7 separate regions of the Sus scrofa genome follow, and all the other regions are linked to region 2. The links are chromatin contacts, called in public Hi-C and HiChIP or PLAC-seq maps. All regions are on one chromosome and are shown on one strand. Each heading gives the region's core, a stretch centred on a gene start, on an enhancer-like site or on the middle of the called end of the contact. The rest is flanking DNA. Distances are from core to core; before and after follow the strand shown.

Evidence for each region. Hi-C and Micro-C count contacts between places; a contact is called where the count stands out from the background. HiChIP or PLAC-seq counts read pairs in DNA pulled down with a chosen protein or histone mark.
Region 1: an H3K27ac HiChIP or PLAC-seq map of skeletal muscle shows a contact between it and region 2, with 16 times the contacts expected there. The contact joins the enhancer-like site here to the promoter of SOX4 in region 2. A contact is called at or near these places in 13 of 47 Hi-C or Micro-C datasets (brain, embryonic fibroblasts, epiblast stem cells and 6 more) and 1 of 2 datasets of contacts at active chromatin or transcription factors (skeletal muscle).
Region 3: a contact with region 2 is called in a Hi-C map of omental adipose tissue, with 4 times the contacts expected there. The contact joins the enhancer-like site here to the promoter of SOX4 in region 2. A contact is called at or near these places in 5 of 47 Hi-C or Micro-C datasets (embryonic fibroblasts, mesenchymal stem cells, omental adipose tissue and 2 more) and 1 of 2 datasets of contacts at active chromatin or transcription factors (skeletal muscle).
Region 4: a Hi-C map of embryonic fibroblasts shows a contact between it and region 2, with 6 times the contacts expected there. The contact joins the enhancer-like site here to the promoter of SOX4 in region 2. A contact is called at or near these places in 6 of 47 Hi-C or Micro-C datasets (embryonic fibroblasts, fetal heart ventricle, fetal skeletal muscle and 2 more) and 1 of 2 datasets of contacts at active chromatin or transcription factors (skeletal muscle).
Region 5: a Hi-C map of skeletal muscle shows a contact between it and region 2, with 14 times the contacts expected there. The contact joins the enhancer-like site here to the promoter of SOX4 in region 2. A contact is called at or near these places in 1 of 5 promoter capture datasets (liver), 28 of 47 Hi-C or Micro-C datasets (adipocytes, alveolar macrophages, blood and 15 more) and 2 of 2 datasets of contacts at active chromatin or transcription factors (alveolar macrophages and skeletal muscle).
Region 6: a contact with region 2 is called in a Hi-C map of fetal skeletal muscle, with 4 times the contacts expected there. The contact joins the enhancer-like site here to the promoter of SOX4 in region 2. A contact is called at or near these places in 13 of 47 Hi-C or Micro-C datasets (brain, embryonic fibroblasts, epiblast stem cells and 9 more) and 1 of 2 datasets of contacts at active chromatin or transcription factors (skeletal muscle).
Region 7: a contact with region 2 is called in a Hi-C map of embryonic fibroblasts, with 7 times the contacts expected there. The contact joins the enhancer-like site here to the promoter of SOX4 in region 2. A contact is called at or near these places in 14 of 47 Hi-C or Micro-C datasets (alveolar macrophages, embryonic fibroblasts, epiblast stem cells and 9 more) and 1 of 2 datasets of contacts at active chromatin or transcription factors (skeletal muscle).

What each region holds. Positions count from the first base shown.
Region 1 is chr7:16,299,114-16,301,985 of Sscrofa11.1, reverse strand. The region is part of intron 10 of CDKAL1 (threonylcarbamoyladenosine tRNA methylthiotransferase); the gene reads right to left. Among named protein-coding and RNA genes, the nearest start is that of CDKAL1, 390 kb to the right of the region's middle. Within about 2 kb of position 1,260, at least 2 of the 83 cell types and tissues checked have an H3K27ac peak or open chromatin away from gene starts, as enhancers often do.
Region 2 is chr7:16,885,438-16,888,525 of Sscrofa11.1, reverse strand. SOX4 (transcription factor SOX-4) reads right to left here and starts at 1,692. Exons shown (of 1, transcript XM_013977467.2): 1 at 1-1,692.
Region 3 is chr7:15,949,237-15,952,079 of Sscrofa11.1, reverse strand. All of the region lies in intron 4 of CDKAL1 (threonylcarbamoyladenosine tRNA methylthiotransferase), which reads right to left. Among named protein-coding and RNA genes, the nearest start is that of CDKAL1, 40 kb to the right of the region's middle. Within about 2 kb of position 1,304, at least 42 of the 83 cell types and tissues checked have an H3K27ac peak or open chromatin away from gene starts, as enhancers often do. A contact at or near this core is called in omental adipose tissue, retroperitoneal adipose tissue, skeletal muscle and 1 more, where this site is marked.
Region 4 is chr7:16,360,264-16,363,201 of Sscrofa11.1, reverse strand. The region is part of intron 11 of CDKAL1 (threonylcarbamoyladenosine tRNA methylthiotransferase); the gene reads right to left. Among named protein-coding and RNA genes, the nearest start is that of CDKAL1, 450 kb to the right of the region's middle. Within about 2 kb of position 1,456, at least 14 of the 83 cell types and tissues checked have an H3K27ac peak or open chromatin away from gene starts, as enhancers often do.
Region 5 is chr7:15,930,539-15,933,541 of Sscrofa11.1, reverse strand. The region is part of intron 4 of CDKAL1 (threonylcarbamoyladenosine tRNA methylthiotransferase); the gene reads right to left. Among named protein-coding and RNA genes, the nearest start is that of CDKAL1, 21 kb to the right of the region's middle. Within about 2 kb of position 1,466, at least 17 of the 83 cell types and tissues checked have an H3K27ac peak or open chromatin away from gene starts, as enhancers often do. A contact at or near this core is called in mesenteric adipose tissue, omental adipose tissue, skeletal muscle and 1 more, where this site is marked.
Region 6 is chr7:17,869,397-17,872,350 of Sscrofa11.1, reverse strand. The region is part of intron 2 of LOC106504342 (a long non-coding RNA gene); the gene reads right to left. Among named protein-coding and RNA genes, the nearest start is that of HDGFL1, 180 kb to the right of the region's middle. Within about 2 kb of position 1,425, at least 2 of the 83 cell types and tissues checked have an H3K27ac peak or open chromatin away from gene starts, as enhancers often do. A contact at or near this core is called in fetal skeletal muscle, where this site is marked.
Region 7 is chr7:16,224,322-16,227,563 of Sscrofa11.1, reverse strand. The region is part of intron 9 of CDKAL1 (threonylcarbamoyladenosine tRNA methylthiotransferase); the gene reads right to left. Among named protein-coding and RNA genes, the nearest start is that of CDKAL1, 320 kb to the right of the region's middle. Within about 2 kb of position 1,538, at least 19 of the 83 cell types and tissues checked have an H3K27ac peak or open chromatin away from gene starts, as enhancers often do. A contact at or near this core is called in embryonic fibroblasts and fetal liver, where this site is marked.

The sequences.
Region 1 (2,872 bases), core at 11-2,510, 590 kb after region 2:
ACAGGGACACAATGGAGAAACCATGTTCAGGACTCCGCACATCACAGGATCTTATCTTTATCCTATTAGTAATGAAGATGCATCACAGACTTGAGATGAGGTAAAATAGTTTCATCTATTCTTTCTGACTCATATCCAAATTTAATAAGTTTTACATAAGCTTATAATTATGTTTCTTCAATTCCAGGGTGTTTTCCATATATAAACATATATATATATATATACATATATATATATATATATATATATACACACACACACATATATGTAAATATATATTTGAGATTATCCTTGTCAGTTATGTCATCATTTAAAATGAATCGCTCTTTTTTTAAGAGGCAGTGACAAGTTAAATATAGGGGTTGTAGATGTTCCAATCAGATGACTAACTTGCATGCTTGTTGATGATTAAGAATTTTCCTTCCCCTTCTTTTATTTTTTAATTTTTTGGCTATACCAGAGGCATGTGGAAGTTCGTGGGCCAGGAATCAACCCACACCAGAGCAGTGGCCTGAGCTACAGCAGTGACAATGCGGGATCCTTAACCACGAGGCCCAAGGAATTCCCTCCCTTCCTTTTATGCATCACACATTTACTCGATATCTACTATTTAAAGTGCCACACATAATGTTAGACTCTCCATAAAAAGCTTAATGTGCATCTTAAGTGTAATATGCATCTTTTGTTCTTAAGATTTAATAAAATGTACTTCCAGTAGGCCTATTTTCCATACCACACATTCAAATAATGATAGAAACTTTGGTATTTTCCTTTAAATGATCTCCCCTTTAAACTGCTGAACTAAAGGAAAAAAAAAAAAAGTAATAAAAGAGTTTAAGAAAGAAATCTCAAGAGTCAGATGATTGTGAAGTGAACAAAATGAAGAAGAAGAAAAACAGCCTGGTGAAGTGCTCTATAATTACAGTTTGTAGTGTGAAGTACCTTCCAGAAACACAAGAAGGCTGGGTCCCATGAAGACAATTTGCTGGGAACCCTCATTGTAAGGGTATTTGAGCATCAGAGTAGTTATTCAAAGGTGGCTTCCATCTAGCCCTACAGTTAGAAAAAAAATCATCACCTGTCACTCACTGGTGTTGTTCATTTCCCTTATTTTCAGATTTTCTCGTGTTTTCTTTGTTCCTTATTGATGAACTCTCTTCCACACTTTAGCTAAATAATTTCTGCAGTGGTCTAGGCTTCGTGCAAGGAAGATGGAGAAATACAATGCATTGGAGGGTGGGGGCTGAGGCTCCCTGGCTTGGCTTCCTTCCCTAAGGCCCATTTTCACACTTGGAAGCCAGTGATGCCTGTGCAGCTCAGATGATGCCCTTCCTGTTACAGAAGGAGGTGTTAGTGGAACCCGGTGAGCTCCAGGCTCTCCCACTCAGAGGAGGAGAGAAGAACCACCCACGTGCCCAAGTCTTGCAAAAGGGACAAAGGAGGACGTGGAGAGCGCTTCCAGGTGCTCGGGTCTTTTACTCTTGCGCAGCCTTGCTGCTCTGTTACTGGGTTCCGTTTCCTCGGGATTGCTTTCTCCCTGGTGTGGCACAACAGGACAGGGTGACTCCCTGCTGATCAAGGGCAGAGGAGCGGTGGTTTTCTCTGGGACAAACTCTCCACCTTGAAGCACATTTTCTTTGTGATCTTGTGCTGCCTCCTCTGGCCAGAATGTGAAGACCTCGAAGTTCACATTAATAGAGTGGACTCTGCAGTTTTATTTTATGAAGAAGGCTCTTCCTTTATTCATTCTTTTATTTATTCATTCATTGAGCCACTACAGAGTAGGACAGGTCCTGAGACAGACATGACAAGGCCAACACTATAGCTATCTTAAAGCAAGAATTTTAACAAGGTAATGTTATGACAATCACTCTAACCATAACCTGTGAATTAAATACCTGGTGTTTTTCCAGGTAAGGTGAACAGCTAAGTTTAGCATCTTCTGTTGATTTTCAGCAGCTCTTCCGGAGCATCTATTTGGAGGTCAACAACTCTGGCACTACTTTGGTGCTGAGCATAAGGGTTTGCTATAAATGCAACATTAGTTTCTGCTATCTTGCAATTAAAGTGCTGAATTTATTCCAAAAGGTATTAGGCTACTCATCTCAGAGCCAATACATTATTTTTCCTCCTTTTATTTACTCCTCACTTGAACTTCTCTGACTATAGCTATTTTTGCTTGATCTCTGATTTTTTTAATCCAAAGAAATTGGAATGTTATCAGCTGCATTTTTTTTTTTTTCTTTTTTGGCTGTCATGCTGCATATATAGTTCCTGGGATTAGATCTGAGCTGCAGTTTGCAACCTACACTGCGGCTGTGGCAACAATAGGTCCTTAACCCGTTGTGCAGGGCTGGGGATCAAACCTGCGTCCCCATGCTCCAGAGACGCCGCTGATCCTATTGTGTCACCGTGGGAATCCCATCAGCTGTATGTTGGCAAGGCTTACTCCTCTTCCTACCCACCATATATCTAGCACATCTCCTGGTCTTCATGATGGATGTCTTACATTTACTACAAACATAGCAAGACTGCTACAGCTCTGAGTATATCTGATTTTCACAGAGTCACACTTTTTCAAGTGCCAGGTCAAAGGGTTAAGTAAAAACCAAAATGCCTGAGACTTATTTTATTTATTTTTGTTTTTTATTTTTTTGTCTTTTTAGGGCCACATCTGTGACATATGGAGGTTCTCAGGCTAGGGTCGAATTGGAGCCATAGCCACCTATGCAACAGCCACAGCAATGCCAGATCTGAGACATGTCCAGGACCTATACACAGCTTGTGGCAATGCTGGGTCCTTAACCCACTGAGCGAACCTCATGGATACTAGTTGGGTTCTTAACCGACTAAACCACAACAGGAACACCTC
Region 2 (3,088 bases), core at 443-2,942:
TTAAAAACCCGCAGGCACTTCTTTTGCATATAACAAAATTGGGTGTGTTATCATGCTTTTCATTTTCTTTGGTATGCATACCACAACACACCCGTACATGTTATCAGTCTGACATAAAAATTACTCTAAGAGGTCTATTATTTATAAAATCAATATTTCCACAAGAATAAAAAAAAAGAATAAACACCATGTTTATTTGGGGACTTGTACCAACTAAGGATTTGAGGGTGTAGCTAGTTTGTGATAATTCAGTCAAGGTGAGTATCAATATAATTGATTATATTTCCCAAGCTGTTTATGTTTCTAGCAGTGAATATTATCAGGGAAAAGTGAAGTTAAAGCAGAGTAGTTTTGTTTATGTTTAAAGCACACAGATCTTTTTAAAGTGTGTACTAAAAAAAAAAAATAGCCACTGGCCTATTTATATTGTTAGCTGTATTTCCCATATTTCAACAAATCTAAGTAATGTCTTCAAGACATACTATTGTTATATGTCCTTAAGAGAGAACAACTGCCAATGACACTGATACCCCCATGGTTGTAAGACATCTGAGAAGTTAAAAATGAAAAAGTTCTTAGAATTAAAGAAATACATTGTTAGTAATTTCCATTGACTTTATAAGAGTTTTAGGGTATACATGAATGCACAGACTGCTGAAATAGGTTTGTTCTTATGTGTTAGTAGTCCTCTTAAAATGTAACAAAACATGTGACAAATGGCCTTTTACTAAAGTCATTTTTCTCACCAACTGAGTATGTGCACACTGGAATGTATTAGGCCTCTGAATAGCAAGTAATGAGAAAAGATTTCTGTGTTCTCACTACCTAACTTCACATGCTTTGTAACCAATTTTCCATTACTGACATTTTTTTTTCCCCAAATACCAGATACTTGGTGGCCCCTACTAAATCAGTACTCAGTGTTCCCTCTGCTGGCTTTGCAGTACATGAAGTAATTCTTAATGCTACTCTTTAAGCCACATTAACAGTAAACCAAGATAATTTTGCAAAAAAAAATTCCTGTTTTAGAATAATAGAGTAATTGTTTTTATTAGCAATGATGCTATACATTCCAAATTTTGAATTAATGTAAATATTTTTAATCTTGTTTCATTTATTAAACTAATAATGAAACTATTTGAGATGTAATATAATATCTGCTAGTTCTTTTATTCTGCTCCGCACACCTGTACAACATAAAATATCAATCCATAAAATGGTATGGGGTATAGATAGAAATAAGATTGTATCCCACTGCTTAATATATTCCTATAGCATAGTGAGGGGAAAAAAAATCTGAAGGGAAATTAGTTTAACAGATCTCTTGGATTTGCACTGATTTGCAAGATTTTGCCTGGCCTTGGTTATAGAAACTATGATTGTAGGCGCTGTTCTGACCTAACAAGTATTCAGTTCAAAGAAAATAAAGAGAAAAGAAATACTTGTCTTTGTTACTTTAGTAGATAGGGAAGAAGCCTGAGAAATTTGATGTCCTTGGCCTTTGCCAACTAAAAGGCCTCAGGCTTTTTGGTTCCATACTTTATGGCAAAGAACCCTCCATCCAAAGCTCCTTTTCTTCTCAATCCGGTAGGCAAACGTAATTTGCACTCCATTTTGGGGGGGCTGATGAAGTTGTACTAGAACTGGACTTTCCTTTGGGTTGGGGGGCATGTTGAAAATTAATGTATGGAAGTAATTCTTATTTGCAAAATATCAAAATAGGGTCTGGGGGTAAAATGAAGTCCATGAATGATTTTTACTATTAGAATGAACTGAAAGATAAAAACCCTGCATTTCTAATAACTTTTTACCATTTTCTACCCCTTCCTAATCAGTGACTGGCACCTGGTAGGTTTATGTATGCACTTCATACCAGCGCCAACTCATTTTTCCTTTCCTTTCAGTATCCTCATGAGAACAAGAAGAAAACGGGTGTTTCCACTGGGCCACGGAGATTTGAAGCATAAATACAAGCTTCTGTCTGCCCCATTTCGCGAGGCAGGAGCAGGGCACACCCACTGGGAGCCTGGGTTTGCTCTGCCACCAGCCGGCTCCCAATCCGGGGAGAAGCCGCCGCCAGGTGGCAGCGCTGAGCCTCCCTGCACTCGCATGGAGACGTGGGAAAACGTGGAGACTGTCAGACTTCTTTCTTCTCCCCCTTCCACCTCTCCCGAACCCTTATCATCCCACACTCTTCCAACGTGTTTAGGTAGCAGTTTAAATGATCAGAGGTTATAGAGTGTGTCGATGAATCTTGATGATTTTTTTTTAAATCATAAATCGAGTTTGGGGCAACGAACAGTTTTGGCCTCCTGTTCACTTGTCAAAGCTCCCAGACACTGGAGACGCCAAGGCTAGCTCCGGTTTGGGTCTAGTAAGTGAACCGGGCAGTTATCAATTACCGTGTCCGTATCTTGCTGAAGCTGCAAGTAGTTAGAAGTCTCTCTCCGAGAGCCGCTGCAAAGGAGGCGCGCTTTACTTAAGGACTGGCAACGGATACCCCTCCTCCTGGAAAGATGGTCTCAGCCAGACGCCTGACCGAGCGCAGCGACTCGGTGGCGCAGGCTCGGCGCTCTTCCTGCCCTGAGCTCGGAGAGGATTCGGCGGGGATTAATGGTGCTCAGCCGCGTTCCGCCGCGCCGGCTGAGACTGGCCTTGCGATTATGGTTACAGGGAGGAAATAAATTGGAATCGACTCAGGCTGTGCTTTTTGGAGGAAAGTCTTTCCTACTGTAAACATGTTTCAGGCGATCCTGTCAGCAGTACTTTAACACCCGTCTTCCGTTTAGGTTTACGACCGGGGAAGAAGCTGAACACACACACACACACACACACACACACACACGCCCCCGCGCCCTCGCCAGCTCCTAGCCCTCCTTTGAAGTTGCAACTGGCCGCCTCTAGCCGGGGGGTGGTTTCCCGGGTGCTCGGCTTCTACATTTCCCCTCTCCACAGGGCCAGCTGGGCCCCTGGCTATGGTGCCCAGTTCCGTCCCTGACCGGAACTGACAGCCACTCGGCCCCCTGGCTTCCCCCGCGCCTTCGCTTTGGACGCCTAAATGTTCCGTGCGCGCTGTGCGTCTGGAACC
Region 3 (2,843 bases), core at 55-2,554, 940 kb after region 2:
ATATAAATCATACCTGAATTCTTAACTTAAAGAAAATACTGAAGCTCTCACTACGGCACAATGGGGTCGGCAGCATCTTGGGAGCACTAGGACACAGGTTCAATCCTTGGCCTGGCACAGTGGGTTAATGGGTCTGGCATTGCCACAGCTGCAGCTTAGGTTGCAGCTACGGCTCAGATCTGATCCCTGACCTAGGAACTCCACATGCCGAGGGGCAGCCGAAAATAAATAAATAAATAAATAAATAGCAAATACCTCTGCATTTACTCTTAATAATACAAAGTAGAGATGTTATATACCTAGGTGACTTAGGGTAGGGAAGATGAATAATAACTGCCTGAGAAATTTGGGATCTAAAACTTACAAGAGTTATATGGTCCAAGGAGGACAAATATATATATTTATTCTTTTTATTCAAGACAACTCCTATTTACATCTACCTCACCCATCTCCTACTGTCTCCCTCAGTTCTGATCACTGGCTCATTCTTCCACTCATCTCAGAGTCTGTGGTCTCTGCTTACACCACGATACTAACAGAGTTAACAAAAAGAAAAAGCTATGAATACTCAAGCAAAACAGCAATGTTTTTATTAAACAGACCAGCAGCTGCGTGAGCAGAGACTTGTAAGTGCATCTGTTCTACAAGATTTTATGTTTAATTCAATTTGCTCAAATCAGAACAGCAAGGCCCTGTAACTATGGGCTGGACAAGGAAATAGTTTTGCTAAACAGAATCCTACATTCAAATGGTATTTGTTAGAAAAGAATTGTACCTATTCATTCATTCACCCATTTATGCAACAAGCACTTACTGAGCACCTATTCCATCCCAGGCATTGTGCACGGTGCTGGGAACACAAAGATGAAGCACAGCCTGGCAGAGGTGACAGACATCTGAACAGATGGTTATAATAATACACTGGCAGGTTCACAGGCCTGGGGTGGTTCTAGGAAAGCACAGAGGAGGAGACGATTTCCTTTGAAGGCTGGATCTTTTCTGGAGTAAACAGGCAGAAAGGGAGAATGAAAAATAGACTCCCATCTAATCTCCACTCCGTATGTCAGGGAGCTTCAGCTGTACCAGTAATGTTTTATGTCTACATCTCAGTAGGGAGGCTATGGCTGTCCTGTATCTTCTTCTTTTAGTCTTTTTCTCTGTTATTTCATAATAAAACACTGTAATGCAAGTAATTCACAAGTAATTCTTGTAAACTCTGAAAACTTTCTCCCACAAGACAGTTGCCACGGTTGGCTAGTCAGAAGTGAAAGTAAAGGAGGAAAAGAGGTGGGCTTAGGAGTTCTCTTGTGATTGGCTGTGTGCAAAGGCCTGGAAAGGCACCAGGGGCGTGGAGAACATATTCCAGCTTCATTTTACATATCCACAGCGAAAAAAATATGGGAGTATATACCTTTCCCATAGAGAGAAAACAGCTTATACCAAACAACAAACTCCATTCATTCCGATCTCTATTCTCTCAGCAAATGTTTACTGAACACTTGCTCCATGGCTCATTCCTCCAGAGAAAAGAAAGTGCCTGCCACCGAACAGGAGGGGTGAGTCAGGTGAGCCAAACCTCCGGAGGAAGGGGGGACACTCTATAGGAAGGGCTAGCAAAGATGCAGCATGGGGCATGTGACAGGGGACATGGGCAAAGAGCAAGCACCAAGCCTTACCCCATTTACCATCTTCATGGGTCACAATGACAAACTGGGAATTTTGCAAAAATGTCTGGCCAAGAAATAAATAAATAAATATATACATATTTTGTATATATACACACATATCCATACATACACACACACACACAGATATTTGTTTGTTTGTTTGTTTGTTTGTTTTGGCTGCCCCATGGCATATGGAGCTCTCAGGCCAGGGATCAGATCCTAGGCAGAGTGGCAACCTAAGCAGCAGGGGCAGCAACACCAGATTCCTAACCCACAGTGCCAGGCCGGGGATCAAACCTACGTCCCAGGGTTCCCAAGATGCCGCTGATCCCCTTGGTGCCACAGTGGGAGCTCCTAAAATACATTTTAAATTTTTTGATTTATTAAAAAAAAAAGGATGTCCTGTACTCCCTAATACCTGCTATCAAAGGCTATAAAATCTTCAATAATGATGCAATACCCACTGTCCTCCCCTTCCATTAACAAGTGATGATTACATTATCTCACCAGTTCCTCCTAACAGAAAAAAAAAAAAAAAAACATGAGAAAATTCTGGACACACTTAGAAGTTCGAGGTGCCACTCTCATGATGAAGTAACACTGCCTTAAGCCAAAATGACTGATGGGAATGTGCTAGAGCCTTTAAGTAAAGGTAGACTTTAATTGACTGGAGTGACTGTGCGATATGCTTACGAGTATAACTCAGATACTTGTTTTTCTTTTACTGTTCTCTTAGACACTAAATGATCAATCTTCACAGCAATTTTTTGGAATCTTCATTTTTCCATCCTAAAACAACTGCTTAATTCAAAATAAATCATACACACACTACATATACATAGCTAAGTGCATTTAGGTACTTTTGAGCTTAATTTTTTTAACTGACTTTCCTCCAGCCTTCATGTAATCCAATACACTGTAAGAATAATGACACTGCTTACACACCTCCTTCTTTCTGCACTTGAGAGTTGAAAGGTAAGGGGCAAGACAGATTTGTGATGTTTTGATAGAATATGTTGCCATGGAAATGGCTGGCTTGTTCCTCATGAAGCACCATGACCTTGTTGCAATTGAAAAAGGAACAGGACGATTTTGGAGGATTCAACTCAGAGACAAATTAATAGCTAGGAAAAAAAAAAAATCTAAAAACTGAAGAGACATTCTGGAAAATATTGC
Region 4 (2,938 bases), core at 207-2,706, 530 kb after region 2:
CAGGAGGGTGTGAGCTTATGGCCACCCTGGGTCACCCTCTGGGGTTCAGTTCCTCACAGCACCTCGCCATTATATGATGGTGCCCTTTAGTCAGACCTACTGCAACAAACATACCTATATATGGGCTTTTTGTTTGTTTTTTTTTTTAAATGGCCACACCTGCGTTCCCAGGGAGGCATCTAATTGGAGCTGTATCTGCGACCTATGCCGTAGCTCAAGGCAACACTGGATCCTTAACCCACTGAGTGAGGCCAGGGATGGAACTGGCATCCTCACAGAGACAATGTCAGGTCCTTAACTCACTGAGCCACAAAAGGACCCCCTATATACGGGCTTTAAATCAACTCAGAGTAAATAAGTTTAAACTGGTATCAAAGGAAGAAGAAGTTTCCATTTGTGTGTGTTTCTCAAGTTCAAATTGCTATGATTTACTTTCAAAGGCTCATGGTAGAAAAAAATAGAATGACAAAATAAGACTCATTTATCTTCAAACTTTTTAAAAAAATCACATTAAACAAAGTGCTAATGTTCTGACCGTATTTATCCTCATGCTTTCAACCTGACATCATTCTCTCAACCAGTATTTATCCCGAGTGATCTAATCAAAAGGTAACAAGAATGATTAACGCTGATGCAATGTAATTCCTGCCCTGCCCCGGCCTAAAATATATATCGGACAGATAAGACTCCCTATGAAAATCATGAAATGCAGTAGAGATGTGGCATATGATAAAGTGAATACTAGTGCATTTTTATTAAACATCACCAACAAGAGTGTGATGCACACAATATACTGGCATCTCCCTCAGCCATGAGGCTGGATAACCAGGGATGGGCATGAGTGGTATGAGCAGATCACAAGTCATGGAAAGAGCCTCACAGCTGGGCTGTGGAGGCTGCAGTGAGCAGAAGGAGGGGTAAAACGACCACAAAGGTCATCCTCTCCCTCCTCACACACAAAAGAAGCCTCGTTTACTGGTAATGGTTTTCAGAGCAGTCAGCTGACCCAAACTGGTGTCAGGTCTAAGCATGAGTCAAGCTCTCTTGACAACTTAAATCAACAGACGGGGTGCAGTCCACCCGCCACTTACCCGAGTTCCCGCCACAATCCATTGTTTGGGATTAACTGAAACTGATTATATCTCCCAGGACTCTGGGCAGCAGCCAGGCCATGAGAGTCTGGCAGATAATTGACCCCCTCTGAATACTGCTCAGAATGCATTCCCCGGCTAGACACAAACCTGTGGAACTACTCACGACAATATTTTATGTATTTATTTTGAAACAAATAATGGGATAAGATAATGTTTTATACCACCCAAAGATGAGAGAGCTAATTCTGCTTTAAATGCAACTAAATTCTGTATCTGGGGGGCTGAAAAGGGGGAGGCAGTACTGGGAGTCTGTACTACTCCATGTACTAGCAGCTTTTCTAAAATGGGTGGGTCCATTATAAAAAAGCATACAGCTTCTGCTCAGGGGCAGCAGGTGCTGAAATTTCCTTCTGAACAAAAATATCTTGCATATAGGTTCTGCAGAGTTCCTAACCTATTCTCTGTTATTTCTCCTTGTTTAAGTAAGGAAAGACCCAGCCAAATGCAAATTTTATTTAGGAAAGAAGTTTCCAGGCAATATCAACCAACAACACTTCAACAGGATTGACAACATACAAAATTAACTACCAGTGACAAGGACTCTTAAGTGTTCCAGGAAAGCAAAGGTTTACAATGAAGAGGAAAGAAAGGTTTAGAGACTAGTGCTACTGGGGGTTGAAACAGAGTGCAGAGTGAAGAAAGGAAGAAAGGTCTTGAAAGGGTGATGAGAACTCTGGTCCAAAAAAAAAAGACCCCAATTGACAGAATCGTTCTTGGAGACATTAGTAGACTTTAATTAACATGTAGCTGTTGCATATTCACCCTGTTTTCTCAACCTTTTGGACAACGTCTGCCAACTACACTTTCAACACAGAGGGACATTTTCTAAAAATTTATAGAAGTAAAAACAAAAATATTTTCAATGTATTTTTCTTCTTCTGTACTGATTTTCTGTGTATCTTAGATTGCACTGGTCACGTGCATTGGCTTCTACATAGACTGTATCAACTGTTTTTATTTTTTAGGTATCACTTCATGACTCTTCTGCTGTGGTTGTACTTCTTTTGTTATTTTGTTAGGTATCATTGGATGACTGTTCTGTTGTGCTGCTTTTATTATTATTAGAAAAAGCATCAGCAGTCATTTAATGAGTGAATACCAAGAACTGTCTTAAGTCTATCTTAGTGCACATTATCTTAAGTCTCACAACCTTAAAGAAAAGGACTTATCTTCATTTTACTGATAAGAAAACCAAGGTCAAAGAGGTTAAGTAATTTGGTCAATATTACAAAGACAGTCAGGACTTAAATCTAGTTTATCTGACCCTATGGGTATGCTCCCATATTTTGATCTGACTATTCCTGTACAAAAGTTCTTGCTAAGAATAAAATTATGACAGCACTGCAAGTGAATATCTCTACCAAAGTGGCTAGGTTCACAACATACTTAAGTTTAGCATCTTTTTTCTTTGGCTTTTTTTTTTTTTTTTTAACATCATAATACCCATGAATTTGCTAGAGTCCCTTTCTGTCAAAACAGCCAAAATTAGTTGAAGATGTAGGGCTATCCCCAATACACCCAACTTAACATTTTTTAGTCTGACCTTTTTTTTTTTTTTTTTTTTTCAGGGCTGCACCAACAGCATATAGAAGTTCCCAGGCAAGGGATGAAATAGGAGCTGTAGCCGCTGGCCTACACCACAGCCACAGCAACTCGGGATCCGAACCGTGTCTGCAACCTACACCAAAGCTCATGGCAATGCTGGATCCTTAACCCACTGAGCGAGGCCAGGGAATCGAACCTGCATCCTTAGGGATGCTGGTCAGGTTTGTTAACTGCTGAGC
Region 5 (3,003 bases), core at 217-2,716, 950 kb after region 2:
GTACAAAATCAAAACCAGCACCACTTAGTAGGCTGTTGGTTGAAACGTGTAGTTTTATGCCTTATATCATGAGAAGAGGAAATTTCTGTTGAGACGGAAAATTAAAAACTAAATATTCCCATGTTCTTTCTAAAGAAGAAAAAAAAAAAAAAAACTGAACGTGGAGATCAGAAAAATCAGCCTGCATCCTGTATCACAGTAAGAAGAATCCCAACACCCTTTTCAAAAATTTCGTTTCACCATTTTTGAGATGTTTCATTTCACTAAAGCATCGCAAAATGTAAACAAAAATTTTAGCATAGAGAATTTAAATATTAGGAACTTGAATAGAGAAAACCATTCAGTTGCTATAAAGAATAATAGAATTCCTTATGTAATAACAAGCAATTCTCCTCCATTTCTAGTCACCTAGGACTCATTTTAAAATAAGAACATGGAGTTCCCATTGTGGCTCAGCAGTAACCAAGAGCATCCATGAGGACGCAGGTTTGATTCCTGGCCTTGCTCAGTGGGTTAGGGATCCGGTGTTGTGGTGAGCTGTGGTGTAAGTCATAGATGCAGCTGGATCCCGCATTGCTGTGGCTGTGGCATAGGCTGGCAGCTACAGCTCCAATTCGACCTCTAGCCTGGGAACTCCTCTATGCCTCGGGTGTGGCCCTAAAAAGACAAAAAGACAAAAATAAAATAAAGTAAAATAAGGACAACTCCTTACAAGATTGCATAGGAAAAATGGGTGAATTTTAAGGGTTAATATAATCTAAATTATACTTCAGTAATTTAAATTGCTTAAATTTTTTTAAAACAAAAACATTAGTTTAGCAACAAAAAAATGAGTTGCTTAAAATTTAAAAAAAAAACTTATAGGAAAAGCATTCATCACAATATGCCAATTAAGATATGCAGTATCTTTACAACACTTTAAGAAATGTATATATTCAGCTCCATCCATTTTCAGGTGATATAATAATGTTACCATACTTCTACAAAGTCTACTCATTCCTGACGCCACAAAGGCAACACTGAGAGTTTTCCAGAAAGTTATGCATAACATATGGCAATTAATTATATATATCAATAGCCCCCCAAATAGAAGCATTTTTAAGACCCAATTATGAAAATGGTTTCTCAATTATATGTGTCCACATCCTTCTAAATGATGGAGTCTTTCATTACTACACATACCCTAATTAATTCTTACCCTGACTTTCATTTCAGTCTTTGGTTTCATTTAGGAAATCAAATCTGTTCTCTGCAATTTCCACTTTAAAAAAATCATACTTTAATCCCCTGAAACAGCTGCTTATCTTCCACAACTTCAACCAATGCATCTTTTACCCTGTCATCCTTCCCCGTCAATTTTCCTCGGTAAAAGAGAGAGATAGCTGCAGAGCAAATCTTTACTCAGTTCCTTCTGAGATCACAAAATGGTTTTTCCTGGCGCAGGCTAGCCATTCCAGAACTCCCCAAGGAGAAGATTCCAAAATGTCATCCACCTAAAACAGAAGGTCTGATGAAAAGGAAACCGTCCAGTTTGACTGCTTCAGCCCCCATTGTTTATTATACAAATAATGTGCCTAGAAGTCTCATTTTATATTTAGTATCTCCAAGTTATGTTCTATGCCCAAATCCTCACGTTGCGTGTTGTCCTGTTTCTGTCTGGGCGGATAAAAGGGAGGGAAGCTACCAAACCTCTTTAGGACGTTTATCCTTGAAAGTTAGAGTTTGTTGGAGAGACTTCATGGAAAGATACGGCTCTGTGATCCAGTAACAACTGTCATCCCTGACACAAATGGTTATCTTGCTGGAAGTTACACCCTGAAAAAGCATCAAATCTACTACCCCTGGGCCATCAGCTCCTCATAAAAGGCCAGCTTTCTATAAAATTCTCAACCTTATAGGTGATACAATAGCAGCTAAAAAGTAATCAGAAACATATTAAGACTTATGAAGGATGTTCTTACTAGTTCGTGCAAACAACCTAACATTACCACAATAACCAGGGAGGGAAAGTGAAAGTAAATCACTGAGAAGAAAGCATTTTTAAATATAATCATAGACTATAGTTTTCCAGGATATAGGAAATATATTTTAAAAATGTCTAAAATTAATTGGAAATGCCCACCTGAGTACATTTTACAGATCAACAAATATACTTCCTATTTGAGTGTATGAAAGGCTCTGTTTACCTTTATATAACCCTTTCTATGTTTAACTTCTGAGCTTCAGAATAATGCTAAGATTCAACTATTATCTACAAGCTCATGGTCACCCTTTGCACTGCAGACCTCTGCAAACAATCACAATAGAATTTATTTTCGCTGTAATTCCAGATGGACTTCAAAACCTTCAGATAAAAGCATCATCTTTGGCTAAAGAATAAAGAATTTCTGCAAGGAAACTCTGCCTTACATTAACAAAATGTTCTCTTCAGCACACAACTAAACCCCTCACTGTACATACTAGTTACTGATATATATACTTTAAGTCAGAAACCTAAATATCAGGATATTTTTAAATAACTCTTTCAAAGGCTAGGTTAACAAAGTCTTTGCCCTTTGTTGATCTCAAAGCTATACAAAATTAGCAACGTGAGTTCCCGTAGTAGCTCAGCAGAAACAAGTCTGACTAGTATCCATGAGGACACAGGTTCAATCCCTGGCCTTGCTCAGTGGGTTACAGATCCAGCATTGCCAGAAGCTATGTTGTAGGTCACAGACATGGCTCGGATCTGGCATTGCTGTGGCGGTGGCATAGGCCAGCAACTGTAGCTCCAATTCAGTCCCTAGCCTGGGAACCTCCATATACCTCAATTGTGGCCCTAAAAAAAGAAAAAAAAAAAAAAAAACTAGGAACAGACATGAATTTTATAAACTCTAAGATACTATGCACATGTAAATAACTGTGTTGATGATGGCAAAGAAGCAAGAAGGCTGGATTACAGAGGAACATTTCTAGAGGCAAGTTAAAAGCCCTGCACTAAGATAACTGGTGATGCTTCTATTG
Region 6 (2,954 bases), core at 176-2,675, 980 kb before region 2:
GAAAGGCAAATTCCCAGGCCCTACTCCAAACCTGCTGTATTACAAAACCTGGGGGTGGGTTTCAGCCAGGTGTGCTTGAATAGCCCTCCAGGGGAGTCTGATGAAAGCTAAATTTTCAGAACCACAGCTTTCACCATTTTTGAGGCTTTCAGGATTGACAAATGATTTTGACATACAGCAGTTTCACTTCTTTTCACGATCACTTCATTAAGCTGGCAGAACAGATAGAAGTTTCTCCAACTTTCTCCGAAGAGGAAGACACACTTTAGAAGGGGAATTTGTTCAAGATCATTCTGTTGCTAAATGTTGAAGCAAGACTGGATCCCAGTGTTTCTAGTTCAACATTCATTCCATGGTGAACTCCTACCTGAGCAGCAAAATGACTACCAAATAGATCAAGATGCCAGGGAGGCTCACCTGGTACTAGTGCCATATTGGCTGGTCTGGCCAGGTAGAACCTCTAAATGGCTGAGCATGAAAGTAATACTTAAATTAAATACATAAATGAAATGAAATAAAAATTAGATTAAGGGCAGGATGCAAAGCTAAGGAATGAGGAGAATCCAGAACTCCAACAAGTACAGTATGGATGGTGAGAGAAAAGCAAGCATGCCATGAAAAGCTAGGAAAAAAGGGAAAAGCCTACTTCAAAGATGGAAGAGAGCTCTACTTGGACATTTTTCTTAGGCCTTTTGGCAGGAGAAAAATCATTCCAGTTCAGAACAATGTCTATGATATATACAGAAGCCACAAAAAACTGTTTGGGCCAAAAATACTTTCTAGGCAGTTCTATTCCTCCTTATTTATCTTTGCATCTCAAGTGCCAAAATCAGGGTTTCTAAGAGTGAGAGCAGACCAATAATATCAGAAGTATTAGAGCACTTGTTTAAAATTCAAACTTTTTTTTTTTTTTTTTTTTAATTTTACGGCCATACCTGTGGCATATGGAAGTTCCTGGGCCAGGGACTGAGTCTGAGCTGCATTGCAAACTCCGTCACAGCTGCAGAAATGCTGAATCCTTTAACCCACTGCACCAGGCCAGGGATCGAACCAGCACCTCAGCAGCCACTCAAGCCACGCATTTGGATTCTTAACCTACTGCACCATGGCAGGAATTCCATAAAATTCAGATTTCTAGCCACGCATTACATTTACCAAATCTGGAAGCGGGGCACAATTTGGGGTACATGTGGGTATGTTTGTGTCTTAACTAAATAGCATTTTGTACTTTAAAAAAAAAAAAAAATCTTCCGCCTCAACAAGTAAGGAAGATCAAGAGAAAAAGCTCTGCTTTGTATCCAGAGTAGGAGAAAAAGGTATGATCCAGGATATAATGGGAAAGCCCTTTTGTGTGTTAAGTGGTCCCTACCTGAATTGAACATCAAGGACAGAGTGTACCTATAACTGACTTGTGTGGTCATGCCTGCTCAGACGTATCACTACAACATGGTAAAAAATAAATACTATGTACTCTCTAAGCACAAATAATGTGTAAGTATGTGGTGTTATATTGAAAATATTACTATGGGGGCATGAGTCTGTGGGAGAAATAAAGGGAAATTTACGGACTCAAAGATAGTGTCTGGAAAATCATCTTTCCTGCCTCAACCCAAGCTCCTATTTCTACTAGCAAGATGCAAAGTGCCTTTGCAATTACACCGCTGAATAGATTTCTATTTTGGTGAGAGGTCCTGGCACTGTTTCATCATGCCATTCTCCATGACTTAAATATGAGGAAGTAAAAAGTCATGAAAAACATGTAAAATAATAAATAAAATGGCCCAAGCCATTTCAAGTAAATTAATCTGCTATAAATAATATTTACCCCTACCCTTTACTTCTATGTTTCCCAACATGTACTCCTAGAGATTGTGATTTAGTTGGTTTGGGATGTGGCCTGGGCTTTGGAATTTTCAAAAGGTCTCAGATGATTCTAAGGGTCAGATAAATTTGGGAAACATGGCCTTAAACCAATCACGTAAAGCAAAAGAAAAGCGAATGTTGTCTATTTATTGCACTTAAATGCAATTATTTATTTTCCCTTTTTAAAGCCCTTCAAAGATTTCTCTTTGTGTTTTGTTTTTGTTTGCTTTTCTTTTTTTTTTTTTTTTTAAGGTCTTCCAAGATAAATACCAAGACTTTAGGGGGAAAAAAAAGCAAGCTTTTCATTATCTGATCACTGCTTGTCTTTCTACTTTACTTTTTTTTTTTTTTTTTTTTGTCTTTTCTAAGGCTTTTGTCTTTTCTAAGGCTGCTATTTCTTGGGCCACTCCCGAGGCATATGGAAGTTCCCAGGCTAGGAGTCCAATCGGAGCTGTAGCCACAGGCCCACAGGCCTACGCCAGAGCCACAGAAATGCAGGATCCGAGCCACATCTGCAACCTACACCACAGCTCACAGCAATGCCAGATCGTTAACCCACTGAGCAAGGCCAGGGACTGAACCTGCAACCTCATGGTTCCTGGTCGGATTCGTTAACCACTGCGCCACGACGGGAACTCCCTATCTGTCTACTTTAACTTCTATCTTCTCACATAACAATTCACATTCAGTGAATGTGAAAAGTTCACATATTGACATATTCAACACTATCTGTTGAAAGTGAGTAAATAGGAATGAGAAAGTATTTCCAGATGGCCTTCTAGAACCACTCCAATAGGGACTGGAGTCAAAATTGGAACTGCCTTGTGGGTTTGGGGAGAAGGGCACTATATTACCTATCATTTACCTAGTGGTTTGCTCTCAATCATTGATTTTTAAATATTTCAAAGACTTTACCTCTTTCTTCAAAGACTTAGGTCATGTTGGGGATGGGTGGGGTGGGGAGGGAGGTTAAGATGTGACCCATGATGATGCTCGTTCCAACACTGCATTTCACTCCAAAGGTTCTCCCTCTTCTGTTCCCAACTCCTGTCTTACGCAGCCTGCAGCCATCCTTACAGGCATACTGCCAT
Region 7 (3,242 bases), core at 289-2,788, 660 kb after region 2:
ATCTATAAAAGCAGAAATAATAATTACTGAAAAAAAGTTGTTTTAAACATTAAATGGCATCAAAACTGTTCAAGGACCTTGTACATAACAGGCAGGAAATATTATTTATTGAGCGCTTTTTAAAGCACATATGAGCCATTTTAAACCTAAGAGGGGTAGTCTGTTCCTCCTAATCAGGAAGTATCAATACTTCAAAACCAAATGGAGATTCTTGCCGCTGCTTCCTCCTGCTACCAAAGTGTTCTCTGCCCCTTTTAGGGAGCCTGACTTTGTCAGTGGCACCAGCAGCTTTCAGGGTCCACAAAAATGGGAAGAGAGTCCACCTGAATATCTTAAGACTGTGTAGATACTTCTCTGTCCTCTTGGTACTGGAACAGCCTCTGATGGGAGAGATTTATTTAAAAACATAGGGTTATGGAGTTCCCGTCGTGGCTCACTGGAAACAACTCCGACTAGCATCCATGAGGATGTGGGTTCCATCCCTGGTCCCGCTCAGTGGGTTAAGGATCTGGCACTGCCGTGAGCTGTGGCACAGGTCGCAGATGTGGCTCGGATCCCAGGTTGCTATGGCTGTGGTGTAGGCTGGCAGCTGTAGCTCTGATTCGACTCCTAGCCTGGGAACTCCATATGCCAAGGATGCAGCCTTAAAAAAATAAAAAAATACATAAAAATAAAAACATGGGGTTGTTACGGCTGGCTTTAGAGATGTGCTGACTTATTCAACAATTGAAGGAGTGCAAGACAAGAGGGTAAAGCTGCTATGCGTTGGCACACGGGCAGGTAGGGTGGCATACAAAGGGCTGCTGGAGATCAGAGTCTGCAGAAGAATAGGGGGAAGCTTACTAGGTAACCGTAAGGACGGTCAAGCTCACTGTTCTTGATGCCAGCTCAAGTTTGGGTCCCCACTCCTTTTCACTAGCAAACCTTTACTTCAAACCTCTATGTATGAGATAGTACAGGGGAAACGGATGAAAACATACTCCAGCAGGGGTGACAAGACACAGTATAAATAACCACAATACAAAGTGGAGAAAGTAAAATATTATCAACTACAAGATAGTCTCCAGTAGGGAGAAATTATTTCCAGTAGGAGAAATCACCTCTAATTCCAAAACCAAGATGGCAATTTTGAGTTCAGTCTGAAGGAAGGAAGGAAACCAGGTCAGCAAAGATGCATCATCTTGGTGGGAAAGCTTAAAACACATGTGGGAAAAAGTGTAAGTAGGTGAGTTTGACAGGAGCAGCAGGAAGCGGGGTGGTTATGTCTAAGGCTGGAAATAGAGATCACAAGTGGCCTAAATTTCCAGGCCAAGGCGCTGGGATTATAACCATAAAAAGCCAAATACAGACACTTCAAACATTCGAGGGTTGAGTCAACACAGGGTAAGTAGGAGATTCTGCTTCTGAGAGAAGGCTCAATTAAGAGTGACCCCAATGCACACGTTTAAAATGGGAGCCAAGCCATGAGTCACGCGTGGATGAGTAACAGTGAGAAATGCACACAGAACCAATTTCAGGTCGCAAACACGTTCTCTGAGTTCACACTGAACTCCAGCTGAGGAAGCAGAGCCAGGGTCAGCCAGAGTAAGACATGGTGAGTCACTAGTAAATCAATGACACAGGTCTCTGCCCCAGGGCAGTAAGCTCAGGCAGGCCTGTATGACGGCCAGATTCGTACATCTCAGTCCTGCTCAGCCCCAGAGGACACTTGCAAACTCTGTCATGGTGGGAACAGGACAGAAATTATAGACAAAGAAAGATCTGAAAACTCCCAGGATACTTTCACTATATGTCACTAGAAATTCCTTAAACTGTTGAGGTCTCAGACTGCACAGGTTTGTATGTGAGATGCACACATCTGTCAGGGTCAGAACCACTATGCTCATCAAACGAGGGAAGAGTTTTCACCTCCCTGAGTCTGAACTGCTGTTACAAACATATTTTTGGTGAAGTGTTGCATATTTTGCACCAATGGCTACAGGAAAGCTCCTCTGACCACCCAAGTCTTCCCTGTCACAGCAATGATCAGAAAACAATATAAATGCTTATTTATTCTCCTATATTTACAGCAGTCCAACCATCTCTCCTCCAATCCCTTTAGCATGTCAGGTATATGAGGCAGGAATTATAACTGCCACAGCTAGATGTCCCCACACCCAGGATGCTATACACTAAATAAATGTGTTGATCAAATACGTATATTGACTTTTAGCTGGTTCTGGCTAGCATTTAAGTTTATAATATCTAGAAGACTAATTTGTAAGAAGACTGACATAAAGAGGTAAGAGGAATATATACAGAGAAGTGTGTGTGTGTGTGTGTGTGTTTCATACTGGGAACAGTCAATCTTAACTAATTCTTTTCATTACTTAAAGGTGCTAAAGCAAAACACTCAAATGGACTGTCCTCTTCAATATAAAGAAAACAAAGTGTGTAATCTGAATTCTAAATCTGTTACTATTTATAGAATCAGGATATATTGAGTTTTGCACCACGATACTGAAAATATAAGGACGAAGGACACCAAAACATTTCAATTCTGAAGCAAGCGGGCTTTTACGAAACATCTGCCCTTTTGATAACAATATACCAAGGGAAAAAAATAATAAATGCCTACTAAGCATAAAAGCAATATCATATCTGTGAAATAAATATAGTATCATTCGGGTACATTACTATGTAGAGTAAATGCTAAACCTTCACATCTGCTCCGTGCTTACTACTCGTTGTATCACAGAGCTTAACAAGGTGCAGGAAATCAGATCACCTGTGGAGGCCTTAGTCCCTCAGAAAGGCAGAGTGACCAAACACGAGCCATTATTGATTTTCTCCCTTTATTTACCTGTCTTGAGGCCTATAAAAACAATGTCAGACTGAGGTGGCTTTCCAAGGTACAAGAATTGTCCTGACAATTCCTCCAGATAAACATCATTCCTCTTTCACAGATGAGGTAACTGTAAAAGAGGCTTAAGCCACTGATTCGACAAGATCACACACCTAAAAAAAATGACAGTCTGACTTCAACATTCAAATTCTTTCCAAGAAGGGGCTCCCGTCAAGGCTCAGCGGAAATGAATCTGTAGGATCCATGAGGAGGCAGGTTCAATCCCTGGTTGAGGATCCGGAATTGCCGTGAACTGCGGTGCAGGTCACAGATGAGGCTTGGATCCCGAGTTGCTGTGGCTGTGGTGTAGATCAGCAGCTATAGCTCCAATTCGACCCCTAGCCTGGGGAACCGCCAT